Linked DNA regions of Oryctolagus cuniculus: region 1 is linked to region 2. A link is a contact called in public Hi-C data. All regions are on one chromosome and are shown on one strand. The core of a region is the stretch at or near the end of the contact, and the rest is flanking DNA. Distances in the headings are between cores, read along the strand shown. Region 1 holds the start of SHLD1 (shieldin complex subunit 1). Region 2 has its middle 39 kb from the start of SHLD1.

Region 1 (4,085 bases), core at 220-2,719, 38 kb before region 2:
CACATCCCATGATGAAGTGCTTGGTTCAAGTCCCAGCTCCTCTGCTTCCGATACTACTTTCTGCTAATGCACTGAGAGGCAGTAGATGGTGGTTCAAGTATGGGGGTCCCTGCCATTCATGTGGGAGACCCAGATTTATGCTCCAGGTTCCTGGCTTTGGTCTGGTCCTGCCCTGGCTGCCGCAGACTTTTGGGGAGTGAATCAGATGGCAGATGTCTCTGTCTCTCCCCTTCTCTCTGTTGTTCTGCTTTTCAAATAAATAAATCTTTATTTTAAAAAATTCAGTGGAAATGTAAGGGGCCCAAAGTAGCCAAAACAATCTTTAAAACGAACAAACTTAAGAGTCTTATTTTCTGATTTCAAAACCTACTATAAAACTACAGTTACTGTGTGGTACTGGCATGAGGATAGGCTTATAGATCGATGGAACAGAACTAAGTCTAAAGTAAACTCTTACAGTTATGGTCAACTCATTTTCCACAGGGAGCCAAGACGATTTAAAGGAGGGAGGCCAGGCTTTCAACACTGGACAAATGTGTATCTGAGTACAAACACATGAAATGATGCAGGCACTTTGGAAAATAGTTTGGCAGTTCTTCAAAAGGCTAAACACAGAGTTACACTTTGATCTGACAATTCTACTCCTAGGTGTTTGCCGAAGAGAAATTAAAACATATGGCCACAAGATAACTGCACACTCTTAGCTACTTTCTTCATAATAGACAATAAGAGAAAGTAGTCCAAATATCCATTGACTGATTAATAGATAAACAAGATATAGTACATTCATTAATTGAAACAGTTTTCAGTAATAAAGGAATGAAGTTCTGATACTTGCCATTATGACAATTAAAAACATTACCCTCAGAGAAAGGAGCCAGCCACACAATGCATGATTCTGTTTGCCCAAATCGGCAAATCTATACCGACAGAAAATAGATCAGTTGCTGTTTAGCACTGAGGGGTCGTGATGAGCGGACAGTGACCGCTAATGGGTGGGGATTTATTTGGGGTGATGGAAAATATTCTAAAATTGGAAAGGCTGCACAACTCTGTACAAAAACTCACTGGATTTTACATTCTGAATGAGGAAACCTTACAGCATGTGAAGAGAAATTCCTCAAAAAAGCTGTTTAAAAAAAAAAAAGAAGAGGAACGGAATCTAATCCAGACCCAGCGCCTGTGAATTCCGGAGATTCCCCAAAGGGGAAGCTGCAGCGGCCAAGTGCAGGGGCGGAGGGGGCTGAGGAGCCGGCGGGAAATGATCGTGAGCCAGGGGAAGCCGCCATGTCTTCGCTATTCTGAGAGAATGGGACACATCGCAGCGACCTCCTCCCGGCCCCCTTCCCTGGGCACTCCCCAGTCCACTGAAATCTGGCACAGAAAATGCGTCAGGCTACAATTAACACTCACCGCGCTGCCAACAGCAAGAGACCGGAACCGGAAGTGGAGACGCCATCATTGTTTTGGGAAAAGAAAGATTTGAAAAAAAATGTCCCCGGAACCATCCTTGCTGTGGGCAGGCAAGAATAATAGCAAGCAGGCGCGGCCATCTTAACTGAGGGCACTTGCGAGGCCAGTGAAATTTGCGGCCCGTGGTTATTTAGGCAATTTCTAGAGGAGGCTTATTGATAAGTGTGCTTGGTAAGCACCAAAGGAACAGGAAAAATATTTGTAAATATTTTTGAAATTTAAATATTACGTTATAAATACGTTATTATACATAAATATTACATTATAAATAAATTAACAGAGGTTGGAAATATTTTAATATATTTATGCTTCCAGGAAGCTGTTCACAACTGCCAGAACTGAAGTACCACAGAGAAAGGACTGTGGAAAGACAAAACTATAACAACTTTATCTGTGGGGCCCGTGCTGTGGTGTAGTAGGTAAAGCTGCCGCCTTCAGTGCTGGCATTCCATGTGGACACCAGTTCGAGTCCCATCTGCTCCACTTCCATTCCAGCTCTCTGCTATGGCCTGGGAAAGCAGTAGAAGATAGCCCAAGTCCTTAGACCCCTGCACCCATGTGGGAGACCCGGAAGAAGCTCCTGGTTCCTGGCTCCTGGCTCCTGGCTCCAGATTGGCGCAGTTCTGGCCATCTGGTGAATGAACCAGCAGATGAAAGACCTCTCTCTGTCTCTGCCTCTCTTGTAATTCTGCCTTTCAAACAAGTAAATAAATCTTTAAAAAAGAAAAAAAAAAGAAAAAAAAAAACCTTCATCTTGATAAGTAGTGCCCCAAAGCACTAAGCAGAGGAGGTTGGCTTAAAAGACTGAAGAAAATAGGAAAAAAAAAAAAAACAGCAAAATTACTTTCCTTGTGTGTTTAAGACTGTGGGGACTTCCTTATTACACTGACTCAGGTTGACTGGAATTTTCAGTGTCTTGGAGACTGACTCCTTTCCCAAGGGAAGTTTGATTGCTTAGCACTTATCATGAATGGCCCCGTGCTGGTTTGCTCTGATCCCTGGGGTTTAGTGCTGTCAGTGCTTCCAAAACAATGATTTTCCATAAACTTCATTCCACAAGACTGAGGGTTTCTCTTTTTTCCCCATTTCACTACCTTCCTGAAAGAGTCATATATACTGATAGCCTCCTATAGATCCCACATTTGGATTACACCCCAAAATTAGGAGTCTTGCACTTTAGATAACTTTTTTTTTGACAGGTAGAGTTATAGACAGTGAGAGAGAGAGACAGAGAGAAGCGTCTTCCTTCTGTTGGTTCACCCCCCAAATGGCCGCCACGGCTATAGCTATGCCAATCTGAAGCCAGGAGCCAGGTGCTTCCTCCTGGTCTCCCATGCTGGTGCAGGAGCCCAAGCACCTGAGCCATCCTCCACTGCCCTCCTGGGCCACAGCAGAGAGCTGGACTGGAAGAGGAGCAACAAGGACTAGAACCCAGCGCCCATATGGGATGCCGGCCCCACTGGCGGAGGATTAACCAAGTGAGCCACGGCACTGGCCCCTTATTAAAAGATTTATTTATTTATTTATTTGAAAGGCAAAGCAACAAAGAGATTTTTTTTTAAAGATTTATTTATCTGCTTGAGAGGCAGAGTTACAGACAGAGAGAAGGAGAGGCAGAGAGAGGTCTTCCATCTGCTGCTTCACTCCCCAAATGGCTGCAATGTCTGGAGCTGAGCTGATCCAAAGCCAGGAACCAGGAGCTTCTTCCGGGGCTCCTATGCAGGTGCAGGGGCCCAAGCACTTGGGCCACCCTCTACTGTTTTCCAACCACATTAGTAGGGAGTTGAATCACAAGTGGAGCAGCTGGGATTCAAACTGTGCCTATAAGGGATGCTGGCTCTGCAGGTGGCAGCTTTACCCACTACTTCACAGCATCAGCCCAGAGTTATCTTTTTTTTTATGTGGAATTTTAAGTACACCACTCCTGTGCTCTTAGACGAAAGCCCAAGCTTCTTAACAAGATTTAGAAGCCCCCACCCTTGTCTCCTTACACTATCCCAGAGCCTTCCCTTCCACTATACACTGTTGCCTTTTCCTTAAATGCCCCAGGCTTGTCCTCTCTCCTCGCTGTGCTATTTCCCCATATCACCTCCCCCCCCCCACCACCACCACCTTAAGAAGATTCTTCTCTCCTGTTCTTTGGTCTTTTCACCCTTCAGATCTCAGTGTGAGAGAATTCTTCCCTTGGGATCCTCCGGCTTGTTAGATAGGAATTATTCCTCCCTCTCAGGAATGCTGACTGTCCTCTAATTAGAGTGACCTCTACCTTGGTCACTCTAATTCCTTTGCCCTTTCCATCTTACCCACTGAACTGTACATCTTGAGGGCAGGGAGCCGGTCTATCTTTTCCCATGTTTGTATTCCAGAGCCCAGCCCAATGACTCAGAAAATGCTATCATATGCATGAATGAGTAAGTCTCTCCCCGGCTCTCCCCCATCCCCAGTTCCCCATCCACACCCACTTCAACCCTTACACTCTCTGAGAAGTTTCAAAAGCATCACCTGGTCATACCAGTGAAGCAAACCTTGGAGTCTTTTGCCCTTGTCACTTTTGCTTGAAGAAAAGTTTGTGGTGAAGTAAGGTGGGGGTAGTGCTTTATGGCAGGTTAAAC
Region 2 (3,670 bases), core at 47-2,546:
TACTTTTTCCAAACCTCAGCCTCTTCATCTGTATAATGGGACCTAATTCTACTACATTTAATGTGAATAATTAATGATTAGTGTGAATGTTAAGGATTTATGTGAAGATCAAATAAGACCAGGTCTGGGAAAGTGTTTGAAGGCTCTAAAAGACTCCATTTGTGAGCTAGGGTAATTTATGGAAATGCAAATGGGTTTTATTTTCCACTGTGTTTTCCTTGGGCCACCAGCCCTCTGCATTTGCAAGGTAGAAGCAGCTCTTCCCATTTCGTGGGAAGGCTGAAGGTCACTGAAGGTGGGGGTGAGACGGGAGCCTCTTTCAAAGATCAGGGTGGCATTAACAGGAGTGGTTGTGTGGAATGTGGTGGTGCCTGCCCGGACCCCTCTTCAAGACCAAAGTGTTCCCCCACAGCTGCCTCCAGAGGCTGCCTTGGCACAGGCTACGAGGTCTTTCGGGGACTAGTTTGGGCCTAATGACCGATGGCTGCCATTTGAGACAACAGTGAGGAGCCACCCCGCTCCAGCTCTCCAGGTGCGATCAGCTGAGGCTCATACTAGGGAAAACCCAACTTCCCCTATGCGCCCTATCCTCCTTTCCTGATTCTCCCAGAGGCGCTGTCCCGGGAAGCGCTCCTGAAAAATAACCCCCTCCCCCCCCCCCTCCCGCAAATCTTCACCTCTCTAGAACTTCCCCAACAGTAGGAGGAGCCTGGGGGCAGCCTGGGAGTGCTGCATGCCACCCCCAGCTCCCTGGGTGCACCAGGAGGCAGAGGCAAGATTCATAACAGAAGGGCTGCGGGGTGCATATTGGGGGGGGGGGTGGCAGGAGCAGGCTGGGTGGGATGTGGGGGTACTGCACTACCCAAGAGGTAAGACAAAATACTTCTTGATATCTGCGCCTTGCCTTCTCCCTGAAACTCCTCTAGTTTACACGGGTTCGGTGATATCCCCATTGGCCAACAAAGGATGCGTGACTCCGCGAGTGTCATTGCGCACGCATGCGTGTGTTGGGTCTAGAGCAGGGTGCTGGTGTCTCTCCCTGGGTTATGTGTGCTGCACTCTGCAGCTCAGGGCACAATGTTTCTGGAGTCCACGTCCTCGTGTTTCCTTTGGCACGTAAATAAATTCCCAGGGTTGTTGCCAGAACTCAAACAAACAACCCTGACCTCAGCCTGAACTGAAAGGCTGGGGGGATGACCTCAGACAGCCTTTCCTCCCGATTTGAGGTACACGGGCGTTCTGGTGCCGTGACCCAATAGGATCGTGTCTAGAGATACTCGTGTTCTCTAGCCACATGGCCTGAGCTAGAATCTCACAACCAGCCAAGGACGTGGCAGGAATGGTGTGTTATGCAGAGAAAGCTCATTAGCCGGAGATGACTCGTGTGTCGTGGGTCCTTGCCCCACGACCAATGAACACTGGCTCATGAAAGCAGATGCCTGTAAACAAGCCGCATGGGCTCACACGGACAGGCAGACCGTGCAGTCAACGATGGCACTAAAAATCATCGTTGGTAAGTGCTGTCTCCTTGGGTTTCCCCGAGCTCTTACTTGGCTTTCCCACAAGCCTGATTTGGGAAGTGACCCCAGGAGGCGGAAATAAAACTGGAGAGAATGAGACAGAGAAGGGAGAAAAGTGCACACAAATTGTGTTAATGAGCTGGTTACTGCTGCGGGCAACTGGGGCTCCAGCCTGCTGAGTCCTTTGAGGAACCCTGGAGACTTCGGACAGGCACTGCCAGAGGGTGGAGACTGCGGCTTCTAACCACTGATCCCATTGGATGAGCGTGAACCCTGGGCTGGTAACTCCCCTGCACTCTCAGGTCATGCCTGGATTTGGCTCAGTCGCCTTCCACTGTCTTAGAGAAAGCAAATAAAGGAGGGCACCTGGCGTGGGCACCTGCATCCCGTGTCAGAGTCCCCAGGTTCAAGCCCCAGCTCTGCTTCCACTCCAGCTTCCCGTTAAGGCACACCCTGTAGGCAGCAGGTGTTGGCTCAAGTAGTTCAGTCTCCGCCATCCACAAGACAGACCTGGACTGAGTCCTGGGCTCCTGGTTTCAGCCTGACCCAGTCATAGCTGTTACAGATGGAGTATCTCCTCCCTCCCCCTCCCCCTCCCCCTCCCCCTCTCCTTCCCCCCACCCTCTCTCCCTCCCTTTCAAGTAAATACATGAATACAAAGTTAAAGAGAAAAACATTTCTCTGTTTCTACATATGCTTGATCAAAGTGCTGGCAAAGCACATGAGCTGTCCACCGATGATGCACTGAAATCAGATGGGTGGTGGTAACCTAACACAGGACATCGCAAATATCTGTTACAGATGTTTAATAAAAGTATAAATGAACTGCTCCGAGATGGGTGCACACACCCCATTCAGTCTTTGGCTATGATACAAACATGAGCTTTTTGCCCAATATTCTCTCCTTTGGGGGACCACTTCTCTGCCCATTTCATTGCAATTGTGGCTGTTTTGTGTGGCATGCAGAATAACAACAGTCCCTTGAAGATGTATCCATGTTACAGTCCCCAGAACTTATCTTTTTTTTTTTTTTTAATTTTTTTTTTATTTATTTTATTTATTTTTTTTTTTTGACAGGCAGAGTGGACAGTGAGAGAGAGAGACAGAGAGAAAGGTCTTCCTTTTGCCGTTGGTTCACCCTCCAATGGCCGCCGCGGCCGGCGCGCTGCGGCCGGCGCACCGCGCTGATCCGATGGCAGGAGCCAGGAGCCAGGTGCTTTTCCTGGTCTCCCATGGGGTGCAGGGCCCAAGCACCTGGGCCATCCTCCACTGCACTCCCTGGCCACAGCAGAGGGCTGGCCTGGAAGAGGGGCAACCGGGACAGAATCCGGCGCCCCGACCGGGACTAGAACCCGGTGTGCCGGCGCCGCTAGGCGGAGGATTAGCCTAGTGAGCCGCGGCGCCGGCCCTTTTTTTTTTTTTTTTTTTTTTTGAGAACTTATCAATATGTGAGATTACAGGTCCCAACTGCTCCATTTCCAATCCAGCTCCCTGCTAATGTGCCTGGGAAACAACAGAGGATGGCCCAAGTGCTTGAGCCCCTGCTTGGGGGACCTGAAAGAAGCTCATGGCTCCTGACTTTGGCCTGGCCTAGCCCTGACCATTGTAGCCATCTGGGGAGTGAACCAGCAGATGGAAGAGCTCTTTCTCCGTGTCTCTCTAACTCTGCCTTTCAAATAAATAAATCTTAAAAAAAAAAAAAAAGAAAGAAAGAAGAAGAAGATATAAAAGCATGGAAGATGGCTGTCTACAGGTTTTTTTTTTTTTTTTTTTTTAAGATCTTATTTATTGATTGAGAGGTAGAATTACAGATAGAGGGAGAGACAGAGATGAATGTCTTCTATCTGCTGATTCACTCCCCAAATGGCTAGAAACAGTCAGAGCTGAACCAATCAGAAGCCAGGAGCCAAGAGCTTTTCCCAGGTCTCCCACATGGGTGCATGGGCCCAAGCACTTGGGCCATCTTCCACTGCTTTCCCAGGCCATAGCAGAGAGCTGGATCAGAAGTGGAGCAGCCAGGACACAAACCAGTCCCCATTTGGGATGCAGGCCCCTAAGGGTGTGTTTGTGTGTGTGTGTGTGTTTTTTTTTTTTTAAAGGAAAAAATAATGTTTTTTTGAAAGGCAGAGAGTTCTTCTTTTCTGGTTCAC

Evidence for each region. Hi-C and Micro-C count contacts between places; a contact is called where the count stands out from the background.
Region 1: a contact with region 2 is called in a Hi-C map of liver, with 2.5 times the contacts expected there. The contact joins the promoter of SHLD1 here to the enhancer-like site in region 2. A contact is called at or near these places in 2 of 6 Hi-C or Micro-C datasets (liver and psoas muscle).

Annotation. Positions count from the first base shown.
Region 1 is chr11:30,653,925-30,658,009 of mOryCun1.1, reverse strand. SHLD1 (shieldin complex subunit 1) reads right to left here and starts at 1,469. Exons shown (of 4, transcript XR_011379986.1): 1 at 1,414-1,469.
Region 2 is chr11:30,615,982-30,619,651 of mOryCun1.1, reverse strand. No RefSeq gene overlaps it. Among named protein-coding and RNA genes, the nearest start is that of SHLD1, 39 kb to the left of the region's middle. Within about 2 kb of position 1,296, at least 1 of the 8 cell types and tissues checked has an H3K27ac peak or open chromatin away from gene starts, as enhancers often do.